2 separate regions of the Mus musculus genome follow, and region 2 is linked to region 1. The links are chromatin contacts, called in public Hi-C maps. All regions are on one chromosome and are shown on one strand. Each heading gives the region's core, a stretch centred on a gene start, on an enhancer-like site or on the middle of the called end of the contact. The rest is flanking DNA. Distances are from core to core; before and after follow the strand shown.

The links. Hi-C and Micro-C count contacts between places; a contact is called where the count stands out from the background.
Region 2: a contact with region 1 is called in a Hi-C map of double positive thymocytes, with 1.5 times the contacts expected there. The contact joins two enhancer-like sites. A contact is called at or near these places in 7 of 484 Hi-C or Micro-C datasets (CD4 T cells, double positive thymocytes, liver and 3 more) and 3 of 115 datasets of contacts at active chromatin or transcription factors (embryonic stem cells, kidney and large pre-B cells).

The regions. Positions count from the first base shown.
Region 1 is chr13:43,960,175-43,965,093 of GRCm38.p6, reverse strand. No RefSeq gene overlaps it. Among named protein-coding and RNA genes, the nearest start is that of Gm2233, 14 kb to the right of the region's middle. Within about 2 kb of position 3,538, at least 47 of the 459 cell types and tissues checked have an H3K27ac peak or open chromatin away from gene starts, as enhancers often do. A contact at or near this core is called in double positive thymocytes and pre-B cells, where this site is marked.
Region 2 is chr13:44,063,807-44,068,090 of GRCm38.p6, reverse strand. No RefSeq gene overlaps it. Among named protein-coding and RNA genes, the nearest start is that of Gm33489, 21 kb to the right of the region's middle. Within about 2 kb of position 2,195, at least 80 of the 459 cell types and tissues checked have an H3K27ac peak or open chromatin away from gene starts, as enhancers often do. A contact at or near this core is called in double positive thymocytes and pre-B cells, where this site is marked.

The DNA.
Region 1 (4,919 bases), core at 2,289-4,788:
ATTTGAAGCACTACATCATCCAAGCCATGTGATAAACGATGTGTCTGTGGGAAGTCCTTGTCTCCCCTTCTTAGTCATAGTGAAACCAAGTTCCTTGAATTTCCAAATGGCCAATAAGGTTTTGGAGACTGTTGAAAACTTCTCTGGACCTGCCCTTTCAAGGATATTACACATTGCTGGTCTATGCACTATGAAGCCTTAGGTCCAGAGAAGGTACAGGTGGGATTCGGGGTACAGCGGATACATTGGCTGGTGAAGCCACTTACCTACAATATGTAAATAAAATCTCTTGAATATGGGCACAATACGAGATGAGAAGAAGAGTGGGCTAGGGCAAAGTCAGGGCCTAGCTCTCTGTTGACTGTGTTTCTGGAACTTTCTGAGAAGTCTGGTGCTCTAGAATGACTTAAAGGGACACTTGAATAGATCAGAGAACAATGTTAAACTGTTTGTCAGCTAGGTGTGTACGGTGTAAATAGTACCAGGACATAGCTATCTAAAGTCACTTCTACTCCCTGGCCCATGGGATGTGCTAATCTTTATATCACCAGCTCTCCTCTGTTTTTGGTAAGCTGACACATCTTGATTTCTGTCTCTTCCCTCTATAGAATGCTGTTAAACTTTACCATTATGAATATTCACATTGGTTTTAGTTTCTGGCTTCTTATGGCTCTGATATTGCCAAAAGGCCCAGGTGTTAAATGCTTGTTCCCAGCCTGTGGGATCATTGGAAGGTGATGAAACTTTTAGAAGGTGAGGCCAATGGTAAGAGAAAATTAGTTTATTGGCGGGCATGCCTTGAAGGGAATATTGGGACATTTGTGCCTTCCTATCCTTCTTTGTGCTCCCTTAAGGGGACCAGCTTTGTATAAAGACACACACATACATATACATGCACACACACATATGCAAATGCATACACACACATACATGCACACACACATGCACATAGACATGTATGGGTCTTCATACACATATACATATAGATAGATAGATAGATAGATAGATAGATAGATAGATAGATAGATATACACAAGCATACACACATGTACACACATATGCACACACATGTACATCCACATGCACACACAAACATATACATACAGACATGCACACATGCACACACACACACACACACACACACACACACACACACTCATGAGCTGCTGTACCACAGGCCCCAAAGCAGCAGAGGCAATTTTTTGAGGTGTGGAAACTCTGACTCTGTAAGCCAAAATAAACTTTTCTCCTTTTAAAGTTAAATGTCTCCAGTATTTTCTTAAATATGGAAAATTAGCCCAGAACAATCATAAATTAAACTGCTGTGAACACCCAGTGCACACAGTTTCACATAACTCTAGTTATGTCAAGTAGATAAAGCGCTAGAAAGGGAATTTCTGAACCTATGGGTATATAGCTTCTTAAGACTTTTGTGTAGAGAAACCCCCCTTACACACAACGTGAAAGAGAAGAGCTTTTTTCTTCCTCACTGACAACAGTTCTTTAAAATCTCTCTCAGGATCTCTCTATTTCTGCAGTGCTAGGGGCCAACCTTGGGACCTCAAACATGCTAAGCAAGCAATTAACCACCACCTTCCACTTTTGACCTGGGTTGCTTATTAACGTCAAGTGAATGAATTGTATCACAACTGAGTTACTATCAGCATGTTTCTAATGAATGGAACATTCTAGAAAATGCCCTGGCCCAAGTGTAAGATATGCAGGACTTGCTAAAGATAGTTATAAGGAAGAGACAGGTGAAGACAGAAAATAGAGAGAGACCTTCATTCCCAGCTGTGTTCAGGGTTGGTTGCATCCATCTCGAAGTCACTGGTGATCTACCCTTACCATGATACTGAAGACAATGCCCAGACCCCAGTTCTGAGGAAGACACGTGTCCATTCCTGTGAGCTTCCCCCTCAGCCTTTCTACCTGTGACCTTGTGATTTCACTTTGTCTTCTGCTGAGTTCATGGGGATGTGGATGGAATGGATGGAAGGACACTAACATCTTTCTCCTGAGAATCACGGTGGCTGTGTCATTGCTGTAATGCCAGGACCAAGGTGGGGTGGCAGAGTGGGCAGCCTGTGTGTGATGCTTCAGGCAGTCACAGGTGCAGGGAGAGATCTAAGCGTTCTCCCAAAGAATGGGATGAGGGCTCTATGACACACAGAAGCAAGGGACACTAGTTCAAGATGGAGAAAAATTAAAAACCCCAAATCGTTAGTTATCAACTTGCTTCACCCTCATATTATTAAGGATTTATTCTTGTGTGCATGCATATGCCGGTGCTATATGCATGTCTGGTACCTGCAGAAACCAGAGAGGAGTTCAGAGCCCTTGGAGGTAGAGTTCCAGATGACTGCAAGCTACCACATGGGTGATAAGGACCAAAAACCCAGGTCCTCTGCAAGAACAACAAATGCTCTTAACTGAACTGTCTCTCCATCCCTGTCAGCTGCATATTCTTCCCAGGCTGTCTCTGTCTCTCTGTCTCTCTGTCTCTCTGTCTCTCTCTGTCTCTGACTATCTCTGTCTGTCTCTGTTTCTCTCTGTCTCTGTTTCTCTCTCTCTCTCACTCTCTCTCTCTCTCTCTCTCTCTCTCTCTCTCTCTCTCTCTCGCACACACACACACACACACACACACACACACACACATACACACACACACACCACCCTAATAGGTTGCATACCATTTCTTAGCCCATCTGTCTGTGGAAACAAAATCAATATTATGTTGCACACAAAGCACCCATTTAATCTAAAAATGCATGTGTCGTTCACTTACCCACTGAAGTAACCCAAAGTCAGCATGGCTTTCAGTTCCTCTTCAGGCAGGGCTTACTTTTCTTTGTTCTCCTCCTCACAAGTGTTGAACTTGTGATTGGGCTTGGAGATAGAGAAGAAAAGCTCTAACAGGAAGCTGTAGCTTGGGGTGGGCGCCCAGGTGGAAAAAGAAACACAGGCACACACACATGCACATACATGCAAACACACACACATGCACATACATGCAAACACACACACACACACATGCACATACACATGCACACACACATGCACACATGTGCACACACACACATGCATACACATACATGCACGAACACACACACACACATATACACGCACACAAGCACAATGCATGGCCCACCTGGTACATATTTCTTTAGCTCTATTCTTTCAGTTTAGTGTAGAATAAAGGAAAAAGAATGAAGAGTACCCGTCTTAGTGCCTGTCTATGAACAATTAAGCGGGTGACAATCTCAAACTTACAGACATGTAACTATAGCAATGTCCACGCTGTCTGTTCTCTGCCTTACGGGTCCATACTTTATTTTAGTAATCTTCTATTCTTTGGTCAGTAAATTATATCCTTACATGGAACATCACAGTCTGATACGACTTTTATGTCTAAGAAGGATATTTTGGACAAAACAGCACTTAAGCAGAGCTATTCTGGGCATTAGGAACCCCTGCCATTGGAAGGATCTGAGGTTTACAGAAGTCCCCATCTGTAGCTACATTTGGCAGCCACAAGCTCAGTTCACCCATGACCACAGTGAGATGAGAGCTTTCATCACTTCCCTTGAACCCGACTTGTTAGAGCTGACATCCGCCCAGGTGGGAAACTTGTTGGATCAGTTCTGGATTCCTCTATCTCCCATATAATGACAGAGTGATGACACCAGACAGGACCTGGGTCCTTGCTGATGCTCATGCTCATGACGATTCAGATTTCTCCAGCATTCTAACCTCCCCACTCAGGACACTCCCCACATAGAATGCTCAGGCAGCCGTCAGCTCAAGGCCCTGCAATAATAGGCTGAGCTGTACAGAGTGTCTCATTACAGCCACGCTCTTTTCTTGGCAGCTCTCATTCATGCATGATCCATGCAGGAGAAGAAAGACCCATACATTTGTTCCCACATTTGGAGCAACACTTTAAGACCACTGCAGTGGCTTCTGAGGCCTCCCTGTGGTCCACAGAGGCCTTCCTTGATATTGCTCCACAGCTGAAGTCTGTCGCCTACCCAGCTCTGCTTAAGTCTCTCTAAGATTAGATGCTTTCACCAGAGGTTGTGTCCTGGTCCTGTGCAGAGGTGGGGGTACTGTGAACAGACAGATGCAGTTAGTTAAGGATGGAAACTCCAGAGACACACTGCGCATTACTGAGCCAATTCTGATGTTATTAGAGGTAGCATTCTGGACCAGATACTCTCTGCCTCTGTACCTCAACTTTCTCATCTATAAAATAGAGGTAATAATATTAATCCCATCACACTAAAAAGGAGAGAAGAAGGAAAGAGATGAGAACATACATTAAATAGTGCCTAGCACATGGAGAATTCTGAGTGAACGTTGGTTGTTCTATAACGTACATAAGCCTCTGTGCTTTCTAGAGGGTGTTCTGACTGGCTTTAACATGACACAACTTAGAACCACTTAGAGTCATCTGTGAGAAGAGCTTCAATGGAGGAGTTACCTAAATCAGACTGGCCAGTGCACATGCCAGTGGGGGGAAATATATTGACTGTTAATTGATGTAAAATATCCCAGCCCACTGTGGGTGGTACCATTCCTAGGAAGATGGCCCTGAGCCATACAAGACAACTCAGGGTTAGGGTCAGAGTACATGGCAGGTGCCCACAAGCCAACCAGCAGGCAGCACTCTCCATGTTTCCTGCTGTGCTTCATGGATGAGAAGGGATGAGAATGGATGAGAAGATGCTGTGCAGAATGGCCAGTAGATCTGCCTTCGAGTTCCTGCCTTGATGCCTTCAGCGATGGACTGTGACTTGGACTTGTAAATAAACCTAAGTTGCTTATAGTCAGAGAGGTTTTTTTTTTTTTTTTTTTTTTTTTTTTATCACAGCAACAGAAAGGAAACATGAACAGAGGGTGAAACTTGAGAAATTCAA
Region 2 (4,284 bases), core at 946-3,445, 100 kb before region 1:
CCCTACAACACTCTTCCTGCTGAATTCTGAAAGTGTGGTCAGGATTCTCAGGAATCTTTAGACGCAGGCAAACAAGGCAAAGGGAATCCAAGCTATTTTAGGAAAGTTTTTCAAAGATGGAGAAAACCACAAAAGGTCCCTTTAGCATTGTTATCTACAGTAAGAAGAGAGGCAGACACCAGGTGTGCTGATGTGATTGGAATGGAAGCTTTGGCTGATGAGGCCCAGGTTGAGATAATTAAGAAAATGAAGCAGGGTTTCCTCTAGGATGCTAGTGCTGACTTTGAGCTAGAATGGTCAAGAAGATTCCAGAAAGCAGAAAAGCCTTTACCTGCTGCTGTTCCACAGTGAGGCCTTTCATTTACTACAGATCTTTAGGAATGCTGTAGCGAGCCTAAACCTTAAAGTGGAGAGGAGACATCTGAGCAGAGGGGCTTCTGGCTCAGACCTGGGTCTTGGGTCTTGTACCTTAACTGTTTGTTTATTTTTATTGGGCTTTCCAGACGCAAGCCCTCCTCAGGAACTCTGGGAAGCACAAAGAAGAAAGATGCTGGGACAGGGTAAATCTCAGGGGAGGGATCAGGGAGGGGACATCTGGGATGTGACTTATATAATCTCTGAGTTTCCTCTAGACAGCTGCTGTTGTCCTGTCCAGAGGCTGAAAAAAACCAGAGCATCTTTGCTTCCTTCCTGCCCGCCATTCATTGGTCAAAAACTATCATTTATGAAAGGAAGCCAACTCTCACCATTGTCCTTTCAAGATAGTACCAGAAGCCTGAGCATAGTCTCCTGACAAAGGAACATGGGGGTTCCTTGGGATACCTGGACCTAGAGTACCCCCAAAGTGTGAAAGGGTCCCAACAGCAAAGTTGGCTGCAGTTGGTTCCCTGGCTGCAGGAGCTATGGCCAGAGTGTGTCCCCCATTCCTTAAGTCTGTGTGTAGATGTCTCAGTCTCCACGGTGACTATTTGGATGTGAGATCTTTAGGATGGAATTCAAATTAAATAAGGTCACAAGGGTGGGCCCCAATCTAGTAGGGCTGTTGGTCTTACAAGAAGAGAAGGGGACAGCAGAGGTCTCTGTCCCTTCAGAGGAAGAGAGAAAGGGACATGTGAAGACACAGCCAGAAGGCAGCCAGGGAGTGTGACCAGGATCTGCAGTTGAATGGCATTTGGTCGTGGATTTCTGAGCCCCTAGAACTGTAAGAAATGAATGCCTGCTGTTTAAGCCACCTGATCTGTGACATTTTGCTAGAACAGCACAAGCGGACTAAGAACGATGCAGTAACCCTTAGCTGGTTCATCACAATATCCGTGAGAGAGCTCTGCTAAGACAGTCTGCAGTCCCAGGTACAGTGGGATCCAAGTGGCCACTCCTAATCTGCCATTCCTTAGCCCCTGCCATTGGTACAACAGTTAGGGTCCACTTGAGATCCTCTGGGTTTCGCCTCTTGCTTCTTTACCTTAACTTGCTTCAGTAACTAACCTTGCTTGATAGCATAGAAGTGGGACATACCAGGAGGGTATTCAGTATACGGCCATTCCTCCCCTACTGCTCAGTCAACCTACAAGGAATGAGAAGCCAAAGAACCAACCTGTACCCCAACTCCCTGCTCATTCTTCAGTTTGGAGAGGCTGCAATGAGGCAGGAACCTTCTAGAGGACAGGAGTCTGGTTATCCTGCTCATGTGACAATTAGGTGACAGTTGTTAGCAACCAACCACCTAGACTCTACTGAGCCCAGCACTACAGGGCAGAGGCTTCAAAAGCCACAGACTGTATTCTCTAGCAGAGGGGACAGTGCCTCGTGGGGTCTGAAGCCCAGCTGTTGACTTCTGGATCTGGCCTGCCTCTCATCGGCCAGCAGCTTCAGAGAGGAAGAGAGAGGTCCCGCTGCAGACAGAGACCTGGAATCAGTTTTGTCTCGTCCTCCTCCATGTCCAGGGCATACATAGGAAGAAGTGTGGAGCAGACAGACAGAAATGGACGGCTTTATCCAGGTGCACACCTCACTGGTTCTGTCAGCCACGACCGGGCCCCCGGGTCTATGTTAAATCCACTTCCTCAGACTAAAAATAACCATTCACAAGCAACAAACGTCAAAGTATTTTTAGCACACTTCAGACAACCAACCTTCCTGTTAGACTTCGGCTTTTGCTCTCTGAATCGGCTGCAAGCACAACTGAAACTACCCAGAACTCTGCACCTCAAATAGGCCACGGTGACCCCAGGTGACATCTGACTGTCGATGCCAAAGAGACTTTGTACCGGGAGATTAGAATCTCTAACGGCCTTCTGCTTTCAGCTGGCAGAAAGCCAGGCGTTAAGAGAGAGGGAAGGCTCAAACATTCAGGGTGAAGAGTTCTGGCCTTCTGAAGGTCACTGGTGTGGTTTCCTGAAGAAGGTCTTAGGAACCAGAATGCGGGACGGTTGCAATAGTTACAGTGGAAAACCAAGGAAGCCTGTGACCTGGCCACACTGGCACACAGCTTCCAGGTGATGAAGACATTTCACCCTGTGATGCTAGGCAGCGAAGGAAAAGAAACTGGCCAACTGTCACCTGTCAAAGACAATTTTAGGGGTGGCAGCATAATTCATTAAGAGAGAAAAAAAAGAGTATTTTCTTTTAAACATGTATATATAGCAGGTGAACTCTAGGAAGCAACTTACATTTAACTAAACAGCAATTTGTTTCCGCCAAAGTTCTCTTCCTATAACAGGTCTACCAGGTCTTAGCTGTCTCTTGTCCCCTTCACATGTACCATTGCTCTGTGGCAGTAAGAGATTGGGGGCAAATACAGAGCTGGGCTAAGAAGCCATAATCTTTATAAAGAATGGTCCATACCACCGGGAGGCAAGAATGGGAATATTTAGGGGAAGATATGTGTAGAATAAAGAAATTGGAGAAAGACGTCTAAATGTGTGCCCTGGCCAAATGAGGTTAGTTAGGGTGGCAAAGGCGTTTTTTCTGAGACCCTATTGAAAGCGACCTGACTGTGACAACTTCATTCATCCAAAGCTAGAAAAGAAAGGCAAAGCTTCGTCTGAAGAAAGAAGCAAGAAATGGGCTCACACGCATCTTCTTGACTTTGTCTTTACCCTTCAACTAAATGTAATTTTTTTCTGCCTTTGAGTAAAAAAAAAGTCACTCCTCTCAGCATGCCAACATGGCACCCCTTCTTCTCTCCCTGAGAAGAGCATAGAGAGAGGGCAAGGGGGAGCCTGCCCAGAGATGGGGTGCTGAGACATGAGGTAATGTCTGTTCCTGAGCTATGGTTGAACCCAGAAAGAGCTTGACAGGGGCTGCAGAGAAGGGGGTGCTGGTTTCTAGACACTTCTTTATGTTTGGCCTAGGTATAGGCCAACCTTCAAAGCAAATGTCGGTTTTGGAAATGTGTGTGTGTGTGTGTGTGTGTGTGTGTGTGTGTGTGTGTGACAGAGAGAGACAGAGAGAGACAGAGACAAAGAGAGAGAGACAGGAGAGACAGAGAGAGAGAGGTAGGAAGTAGCCACCAGTCATGACGGATGATAAGATTCAACTACACCTCAGCTGCTGAACTGCGGTGGCTGGTGGTCCTTATTACCCACGCTAACTCAGATTCTGTTTCAATCAGCATCAGCACACTTGGGTTCCAATTGCTATCAATGCTTTTAGGGTCAAAGCATGCACCCCGACATCTAGGTGCACCAACCCAACCTGGAGGGGGGGGGGCAATTGAAGAGACAAGAAGTAAAGAGAAGCAGAGAAAGGGGATCAATTGAGCACAACCACATGAGAAGAAGGGACAGATAAAGATGTCTAGTGACACCTCCCCACCCCCACGCCTGCAGCCCATATTCGGAAGTTCTGACTGGAGGTTTAGGCTGAAATAGAAGGCAAGAGGCATGCATAACTAAGCAGTCCAATGTGGCCCCACCCATCAGCCACTCAGCTCCAGTGTATCCTGCAAGATGCTTTTGTAAGTTAGCAGAAGTGAGTGTGATCTAATTCACACTCTGGATAATACCAGGACACTGTCCTTTCTCTCTTCCAGCATGAGGTTCCTGAAGGAATTCCAATTCCTTAGCAGCATATTGGCTCAGGAGTCTGATGCTCATGTAGCATCTTCTTTTGGTTTTGTTGGGTGTTTTGTTTGTTTGTTTTTTGGGTTTTTTGTTTGTTTGTTTTTTGTTTTCTGTTTTCTGTTTTTTGGTTTTTTTTTTTTTTTTTTTTTTTGAGACTAGGCCTTTAACTTACTATGTTGATCAGGACGGACTCAGACTCTCAGAGATGCACCTGCCTCTG